Regions from separate parts of the Zea mays genome. Here region 2 is linked to region 1. A link is a contact called in public Hi-C data. All regions are on one chromosome and are shown on one strand. The core of a region is the stretch at or near the end of the contact, and the rest is flanking DNA. Distances in the headings are between cores, read along the strand shown.

Region 1 (4,429 bases), core at 742-3,241:
AAACTCAAATACGAGTATGTAATGTTAATGTTGTTCTGTTGTTGAGTTTCTTTCAGATCTTGTTGACATACTCTCATCTAGACATTGCCGTCTCTGTAAAGGGGAAAAATTAAGTGTGTCCTTGGAAACATTAATTTGTTTGTAGGATGGAGTCCATTTCTTTCGGCGAGTTCAGCTTGGCTCTGGAGAAGGCCCTGGGCAAACATGGAAGCCAGCCGAAGCAAGTTATCAAGTTCTGAGACCAGGGCGGGTTAGAGGATCTGAGAGCATGCGATTGCCATCGATCTGTATGAATGATGAATCCAACAGTTAGCTATGTCAAGTGCCAGAGTTTTAAATACAAATAAAGTAAAGGCAGCAATGTTTAATGGAATTGTGAAATCAGCAGCTTAGCTATATTTGAGCGCTGTGTTGATTTTGCAATGAAATCAGCAGCTTAGCTATATGTCAAGTAAAGGGTGCGTCAATTTCTATTGCATCTACAGTGTTATTCTTTTGCAGCCACAGCTGGTCAGCTGCAGAGCGCATCGTAAATTCTGGACATGTCAATTCTTTTGCAGCCACATGCCCACAGCTACAGTATAATAAACAAGCCTGGAATGCGTAGACAATGGTGCTACTGCCTTAACCGGTACTAACCTGGCTTCTTGTATAATCGCCAGCATTAACCACTCCTGATTAGATAAACAAGCGCACTTCTTTACTTTCTCCCGTGAGCGTAGCTAGTTGACCATTTAATTGTCACATTATAGGCTATCGCATGCAGACAGTTCTACAGCTAGTAGGATTAGACTATAGGTGTACGTTTGGGCCGGACCTGATGGGTTGGATCGAAGCACGAAAAAAAGCATGACGTAGGCACGACACGGAATATTTTAGTGCCGGATCGGGTTGGAATGAGGTTGCGGTTCATGGGCGGGCACGAGCACGACCCGTTTAAGGTAGACACGAAATGGCTCATACAGAGGCACGAAAAGGCTCGTATATTTATTAAATCCACAATTTCATGTACTTCATAAAGAATACAAAGCTAGAGATAATGATAGTTAGATGTTTTTAGCTTTAAATTAGAGTATGTAATATAATTTTACTTTTATTATGAACATTAGATAATAAACCGAACTTACGAACTTTGTATAGAGCTGGTATAATCTTTTTCCTTCTAACAAAATGATTTGTAAACGAGGTAGTCATTGCATAGCTCTGGTAACTTTAATATAAATATTAATTTTGATTTTGTTCAAATTTATTTGTCTTATCTTTTATTGGTTTTTTTAAATTTATTTTGAATTTAGGGCTTTGATGTAAATTCCGGGCCCTAATGTGAATTTCGGGCAAAAAATTGAATTTCGGGCTTTTATAATTTTGGGCCGCCCGAAATAAGGCCAAGAGCTAGGCTTGTGGGCCAATTCGACACGGCCCGAAATTCAAACGGGACGGAACGGACCGAAATTCAAACAATACGTGTCTTTTCAGGCTTGGGCCGGGCCGAGCGGCCCGAATATACACCTATAGATTAGACCGTCTTTAATAGATATTTTAAAAAATCCTATACAATATGACAAATACGTATGTATAAAAATATAAAATAAAATATATCTTTAATATAAATATTTAAGTATAGAGGATAAGGTATAAAAATTTTTGTTAAAGAGAAAAAAGATATAGATGAGATATTGTTTTAAAGAGCACTGTAAAAAGACAGATATAGATAAATGAATATAGAAGACTTTTGCTGTAGACAATCTTATAGGCCAGCCAAATATAGTGTGACGAACGCGACGGCAACCGTGATTCGTCGTGTGGTCACAATCAAAACTTGAAAAAGCCTTTAACAAACAAACTGTTCCGTCACATACCCGCCGCCGCCGGGATCCATCTCTCGTCCGTCCTTCACCCCATCCAACGGCTGATGCGTAAGGAGGAGTCACCAACACGCAACACGGAAGGAAAAAAGGAAAAGATTCAGACGGACGGGGCACCACTGCCTGTCGCCCTCAAGAACCCCCACCATCCCCACCGCCAGCAGATCGATTCGCGAAAGAGACGACCGCCGCCGCATCGGACCGTGCCCGAGCCCCCCTTCTCCTCGCTGACTCGGCTCCCCTCCTCCGCCGTCGCCGGAGGCGAAGCAAGTGTAATAAACCGACCCACCCTCCTCCTCTCTCCTCTCCCTCCGCATGCGCTGTTTTGTTCCGTATCGGGTTGTGCGCGGGGGACAGGGCGCCACCTGCGCCGATCGTTCCGTTTGTGTTCGTTGTTTGTGTCCGTTTCTGTGCCTGTGGCTTCGGTTGTTCCTCTGAGCGACGGCGATCGAGCCTTAATCTTAGCTCCTGCTGGGCTGCGCCTGCGCAGGCTGAGGTGGGGTTCCGTGCGCCCCGGTTCGTGGTGGAATTGATTTTGCCCGGTTGTTGCTTGCCGTAGCAGCATGTTTTCCTCCCCACAACATTTCTGGTCCGAGTGCGGCAGCACAGCACCTGATCCTTAGCTATGCCGATCCGAACTGTGGCCTGACCGGCTGACCGTGGGCGAAGCACTCGACCCTCAGTATCTGCTGCCGCCATTTCTTGCCCGGAGCTGTTGCGCTTTGGCTTGTAGTAAACTCGACACGTTGTCGCCCCTTGCTCGCCCGGGCAGTTCTGCTCGAGTGCTTGTACTCCGTCGTCGTCACTGGCGACAAGTAGTTTGATCGGCGTTACGGTAAGGAACAGTGCTTTGCAATCACTGTCCATGGAACCGCTGTATCTGGATGTTTTTTTACGAACCAGGATTGAATTGAGCTTGGAGGGCTATCTGTACTAGTTTCCTTCTCGATCGATGGAATGATAAATCGATTTTTCAGTGTGTTACTCTGTGGGCCATGCTTGTTCGAAACATATTTCATGCGAAGTTTCTACTTGCTTCGTTGAAAAAGTAAGCGAGATCAAATGATGATGAACGGCTCACAGACTTTATTTGATTTTCCTGCTTGCAGGGGGACCACAGAAGCATTAGCTGGGTGAACCCACTCAAAGGGGGCAGGGAATTGTGTGCTAGTTTGAATGGCTGCTACAAAGCTTCAGGCCCTTTGGAACCACCCGGCTGGCCCCAAAACCAGTTAGTCATTTTCTGGACTTTAATCTTTCTCTCTTTTTTTTGGGTTAACGGTGAACAAAAGCATCCTCATATTAGATAATGTTCTGTTCGTCATTGCTGGTCATGGCCATCACCATCTTGCAGTGACAAGCTGTATAAAGACTGGCAATGGCCATCACCATCTTGCACAGTGATGTCTTCTTAGCTTGTGTTTATTTCTGTTAGATGTCTATGCATGCGTCCTTGTTGCCACCTGCAGGCAATGATATCAATATTCCCAAATCCCAATCGTATTTGGTCCATCTATAGAGTTCTTGTTGCTACTGTTCTTTCTGAGCCGATCTCGTATTGTGATGGTACCCTTTATTGGAAATGGCAACATGTGATGGCTAAGGAGATTGCTGCTCTTGAGCACCGACACGTGGAAACTTGTTTCTTGTCCACCACGTGTCCGTCCTATAATATGTAAGCGGGTCTATAAGGTTAAGATCTGTTCTGATGGCTCTTTTGAGCGTTCAAAGGCTCGCTTAGTTACTTGTCACGAGACGTTTGCGTCTGTTGCTCACATGACCACTCTTCATACTCTCTCAGCTTGATGTCAAGAATACCTAAATGGTGAGCTACATGAAGAGGTCTACATGTAGCCATCGTTTGGGTATCATGTCCCCGCGGGCATGTTTTGTCGCCTACGACACTCCCTTTATGGCCTCAAGCAAGCTCCACATGCTTGATTTTAGCGCTTTGCATCTGTGATCACTATGATTGGTTTGTGCATACTTCGTCTCGTGGTCGTACTCTTCTTTTTTTCTCGAAAAACGCCTAGGAAAACTGCACCTCATTATATTAAGAAGAAAAAGTAATCAGGGTCTAAAGAAGGCCCGATACAAAAGACCCCTTCGGGGGCCAGAAACACGCACATTGCCAGGGAAGTCCATAGGACTCAGCTAAGGGGGCTGCTAGGTAAGAAATGCCTTTTGCCTCCGCTATTTCCCATCGATGCATATCTTCTTCTCTATGTTGATGATATGATCATCACAGGAGATGAGCTTGAGTACACAACCTTTTTGTTAAGGCACATCTTAATGAAGAGTTTCTCATGTCTGACGTCTTTGACCTTGGTCCTGTTCGTTATTTTTTTGGGATAGATTTTTTCTTTTCATCTGAGTTTTTTTTTCTATCTCAAGCGAAGTACGTTCAAGATCTTGATCAGGCTTCTCTTACTGATCAACAGACAATTGAGGCTCCTATAGAACTCAATGTTCACTTTCGTGCCACAGATGGTGAACTTATTGAGGATTCTATTCGCTATCAATGCATTCTATGGAGCCTTGTTTACCTTGTGTCACTCATTCTG
Region 2 (4,509 bases), core at 1,690-4,189, 210 kb before region 1:
TTCAATTGAAAAACAGGCCAGTATCACAGCGAAGAGCCTACATGCATCAACCTATAAGACATCTAATGCCCTCACCTATCAAGCTCTTCCCTCATTGCAGGATCAAGTCCATCATCAAGGTCAGCATTGTCGAAGGGGTACTCAACATCATCTTGCAAATTTGGACTTTGGCAAGGATGCCTAGAGAGGTTATTACTATCTTCTTTGCACGGAACCACACAGGAAGCTCCCTCCTGAACTCACCAGGAAAAAATATATATAAGAAACATAGCATTCTCTAAAAAGTTACCCCCAGAAAGGAAAAAATAATTTGAGTTGAACTCTCACCTTATTTACAGGTTCAGAGTCCGCTTTTGTGGGATTCTTAACTTGATCTTTCCTTCTTTTATTCCTTTTCTTATTCTTAGACGCTTTCCCACCTCTGGAATCTGTGAAATGGTTACATGAAGCCCAGAAGTTTTTTAATAAAAAAATATAATGAACTCATGCAATGATTTGTTGCGCCACATGCTTCTGCAGCTTTTTTTGGAGGGGGTCAGGGTTTTTGGTGGGTGGGTACGACACACCAGAAGGGGAAGGAAGCAACTTAACAAAAATAATCACGTGCTCCTAACACGCTTAGTTAATTTTTCCTTCAATCCCAGCAACCAGTCTACCAATAAAAAAAGTTTTAGCTTCAATGGGAAAAATACCATCATAAGTGCTGGTTCTACAAAAAACTTGTGACACACGAATAGTCCACTGTAATAGTCTTGAGTGCCTGCTAAAAATACTTATCAAGTTCATACATAGTAGCTGGTTCATGGCATTTTTTTTGCTGTATTAATTGTTCAATATTAATCAACTGGTCTAATGTGAGAACAACATAGCTTATAAAAAGTGTGCAATTTGCCATTTGAAAGTCATTTTAGTTTCTTTCTGAATAAGCACCAAAAACTGATATTTTGTAGAGACTACAGTAACATTTATATTTTGATGTAAGACATTATTTTGTAGAGACTGCAGTGGGCAGGACACCTAATGTTGTACGGCAAACACCACACACTTTGGTTGTTCTTCTGTGGCAAGATTTTCAAATATTCGATAAAAACGCTAACCTCCATGTCCATTTATAAAACAAAGTAATTCATCCAAAGATCTCTCATCTTTTTGCTCTTGTGTTTGGACATCCTGAAATAAAGTGAACCTCAGAAACAAACATAAAACTAGAACAAAAGGCTTGACAAAGTACAGATATATCATTGAATACAACACATAGTAAATCAATGAAAAATACCTTTAGTTTCTGGCGTTCCTGCAGTTCTTTCCGCTTCTTTGCATACAATCGGTTCAATAATCGAATCGTAGGATCATCATTTACATTTTTTAGTGGCTCTAGTTTCTCTTCCTGACAAATAAGTATCAAATGTATCAACATCTAAAATGAAATGGTCCACTTTATCAAGCTGAGCTTGTGTTGATGAAATCTGTTTTTTTAGCTCCAGGTGGGGGAGTTGTACTCAGGGAGATAAAGAGAACTTTTTCCTATATACAACTATAAGTGGTACCCTTACCTCTGTTAAGTCATCTGGTAAATGGAAAATATCTCTAACTTCATCGGGTGTCTTTCCTCCAATGATTCGAGCAAGCGCTCCACAAGTAAGATCAACTAGTGGCCTTAACTGCAGACCAAGGGCTGCGGAAGCCAACTTGCAGAGTTTTTCTGTGTCTATCCGGACAAACTTTTCATCAAATGACTTCCGCTCCTGCAAAATGTAGGAAATACCTGCTAAGATATGCTGAATCAAATGTAGATTCAACAAACAAAAATTTGAAGATGAATATAAAGTGCAGCAAACCTTGTTTGAGCGCCCAGGGACCTGATGAAAGCGACAATAATTAAGAATCAAACTCAAACTTGCCGGACTAACTCTTTCTGGTAGTACTATAGCATGATTCTTAGATGATCCTGTCCCATTTTTCACTATTTCCAGACATATCATAGGGCAGAACATCGCAACTTCTTCCTCCACTTGTTGTATGGAGCCATCAAAGCACTGAAGCCAAATATAAGTTTTCAATGCCTGTCAGAGTTCACCAATAAACTTGATTAGTTGATTTAGGCCCAAATGATGCAATCAAGATAAGAATGCAACATTTAATCTCTAATTAACAGGAAGTGCAACAGGAGATGTACCTCTGGTTTTATTACTGCTAATTCGTTCTCCGACATTATTGTCTAACGCAAGGAAAATAATGATGATAACAGAACCAGATATAGGGGAAATTTACAAAGAATTCCTTTCAGGCGTACAACCACCACTGCGCTCTCCAATGTCCAGCAGCAGCTGAGCAAACTTTGCCCTCTACAACAAAGATGTGCACTCCTTGTTTCGCCTTCAGATTGGAGAATGGCTTTATTTGCCTTCAAAGTACAATGAGGTGCAAAATTCCACTGGACCACACGGTTCACCGTATTTGGTAATCTAAAGTAGAGAAAGAACAAGGCAAAAGATGCACAAGTCAAGGGATTTTGTCAGCTACATAAATTGGGACAAAAAAATAAGAAAAATGGGGTATACACTTGTAATTTGAATTCAGATCCGAATACGAATAGGAAGTTAGGTTTTGGGCGCAAGATTTCGCACAGCAGGAAGGGGAGACAGGGCAGCGCGTATGGGGGTGCTCGTCGCCGTAGGAGGAGACGAGGTAGGGCGGCAGCGACGGTAGGGCCAGCCATCAGTGGGTGGGAGTTTGCGTGCACGCTGGGCCGCTGGAGGTGATGGAAGAAGACAAGGCAGGCTTGCAGCATACAGCTACAGATGGACCGAGTGAGTAATCCGTATAGAGAGGTACCTGCAGGTTGGGAGGAAACGATTGGCCCTGGGGCCAGGCGTACCTGCGGCGGCCGGAGAGGCGGGAATGGAGAATCTCCGAGGGATACGAGACGGCGGCGACGGCGACGGCGGCGGCGAGGATAGAACGAAAGGCTCGGTCGGCAAGGGCACGTCCAACCCAATCGTAACGGCTGATAGCGCCATGGGCCTGCTGCAAGCTGCCAACCCCACCCGTTGGAGCCGCAAACCTGGCGGGCTGCGCGTTTGCCATGGTATTGGGCCTCGGGTCGTGTTCTTCTTTATTATCTTTACAAAATATAAAGAAAAATAATAATAAAGTAATACTGAGGTGTTGGTTACCGTACTAAAGTTTAGGTTCTATTTAGAAACTCCGTATTTTAGTTTCACCATAAATTAACTCTAGCAAATTGTTAAGATGGGTTCTAAAAATGTTTGGCTTACATATGGACTCTAGCTTTTTTTAATATAATTGATTTGTGTGAGTTTTCTTGATTAACCTTAATATTTCGCGCGAGAAAATCGAAGTGATATGTTATGTAACTATCTGCGATAGATAACACTATCTACAATGTGGTCTTGAACTCCACCTCTATGTTGGTACCTACTTAGAGCCAAATAGCAACGAACCCTGGGGCCTTCACGTGATGTGCAAGACCTTAGATTCGGCTCTACGAGGTGTCAGACGATCTGTGCTAGGTTATCGGACCGTCCACGATGTGCGCATAAATAGCGATGAGTTCTTGTAGAACCTGGATCTCGCCCCTATGAGGGACCTTGTCGGTGAAAGATCCTAGGGTCGATAGGCCACCCAAGATGCATCTAGATGACACAGAGTCGATTAGAGGTAAAGATTGATAGGTAGAAACTACAAATAAAGCTACGCTATAACTATGCTACGCTGCATCTACCTCTAAGGCATGACTGATAACTAAGGTAAATAGATTGGTTCGATTAGAATTAAATTGTGTTCGAGGGTACTCAATTGGTCGTATCCCTTTATATTTATAGGGGATGTCCGGACCCGTTCCTAGATAAGATCCAATAGATTATCATGGATATGTTAGGATAACCACGCACGAGATAAGTACTCTTGCCCAAGTTAATCTAATCATGGACTATTAGGTCTATTCCACGGTCCACGGACCATCTGGGCCGCATGGCCAGACCATCCGGTTGTGCCCAAGGCTAAATATGGCGCTCCAGGTTGGTGGTTGATGTGAATTGTGAAGTATACACAACTCTATATTCTTGTTCTAGCCTTCGTATTTTTGCTGATTTTCTACAAGAATAATAGATAAATTGAGTAAGTAAATATAAAAAATGTTATAGGGTCACAACATTACCACACCATGCATCAATACATGCTCAATCCAAGTATAGAAAAGTAGGAATTAGGAAAAATAACATAGTCCACGAATGACTTAGGCCATGTTTCTCTAGAGCTAATTGCTAGTCATCGAAAAAGTATGCCATTGACATATAGAATAAGGAAGATATACTTTCCTTTCTTAAACTTTGCATAAATGCAATTGCTTCCTTGTTTTCCTCGAAACCAAACTTCGTGATAGTCTAATCAAACTTGAGATACCACTATCTGAAGGCTTGCTTTAATCCATAAATGAGCCTCCTTAACTGACATCCCATGTGTTGTTTTCCTTGCACGACAAAACCT

What was found. Hi-C and Micro-C count contacts between places; a contact is called where the count stands out from the background.
Region 2: a Hi-C map of leaf shows a contact between it and region 1, with 7 times the contacts expected there. The contact joins the promoter of LOC100304273 here to the promoter of LOC100273562 in region 1. A contact is called at or near these places in 3 of 25 Hi-C or Micro-C datasets (ear, leaf and tassel).

The regions. Positions count from the first base shown.
Region 1 is chr4:28,338,729-28,343,157 of Zm-B73-REFERENCE-NAM-5.0, reverse strand. It overlaps LOC100273562, which reads left to right and starts at 1,991. Exons shown (of 6, transcript NM_001147980.1): 1 at 1,991-2,137; 2 at 2,975-3,096. The coding sequence starts at 3,042. It overlaps LOC100501714 (putative alcohol dehydrogenase superfamily protein), which reads left to right. Exons shown (of 9, transcript NM_001323298.1): 8 at 1-14; 9 at 146-513. The coding sequence ends at 239.
Region 2 is chr4:28,553,156-28,557,664 of Zm-B73-REFERENCE-NAM-5.0, reverse strand. It overlaps LOC100304273 (SKP1-like protein 21), which reads right to left and starts at 2,939. Exons shown (of 7, transcript NM_001165716.1): 1 at 2,879-2,939; 2 at 1,839-2,465; 3 at 1,554-1,745; 4 at 1,277-1,387; 5 at 1,098-1,170; 6 at 328-428; 7 at 1-233. The coding sequence starts at 1,994. The coding sequence ends at 72.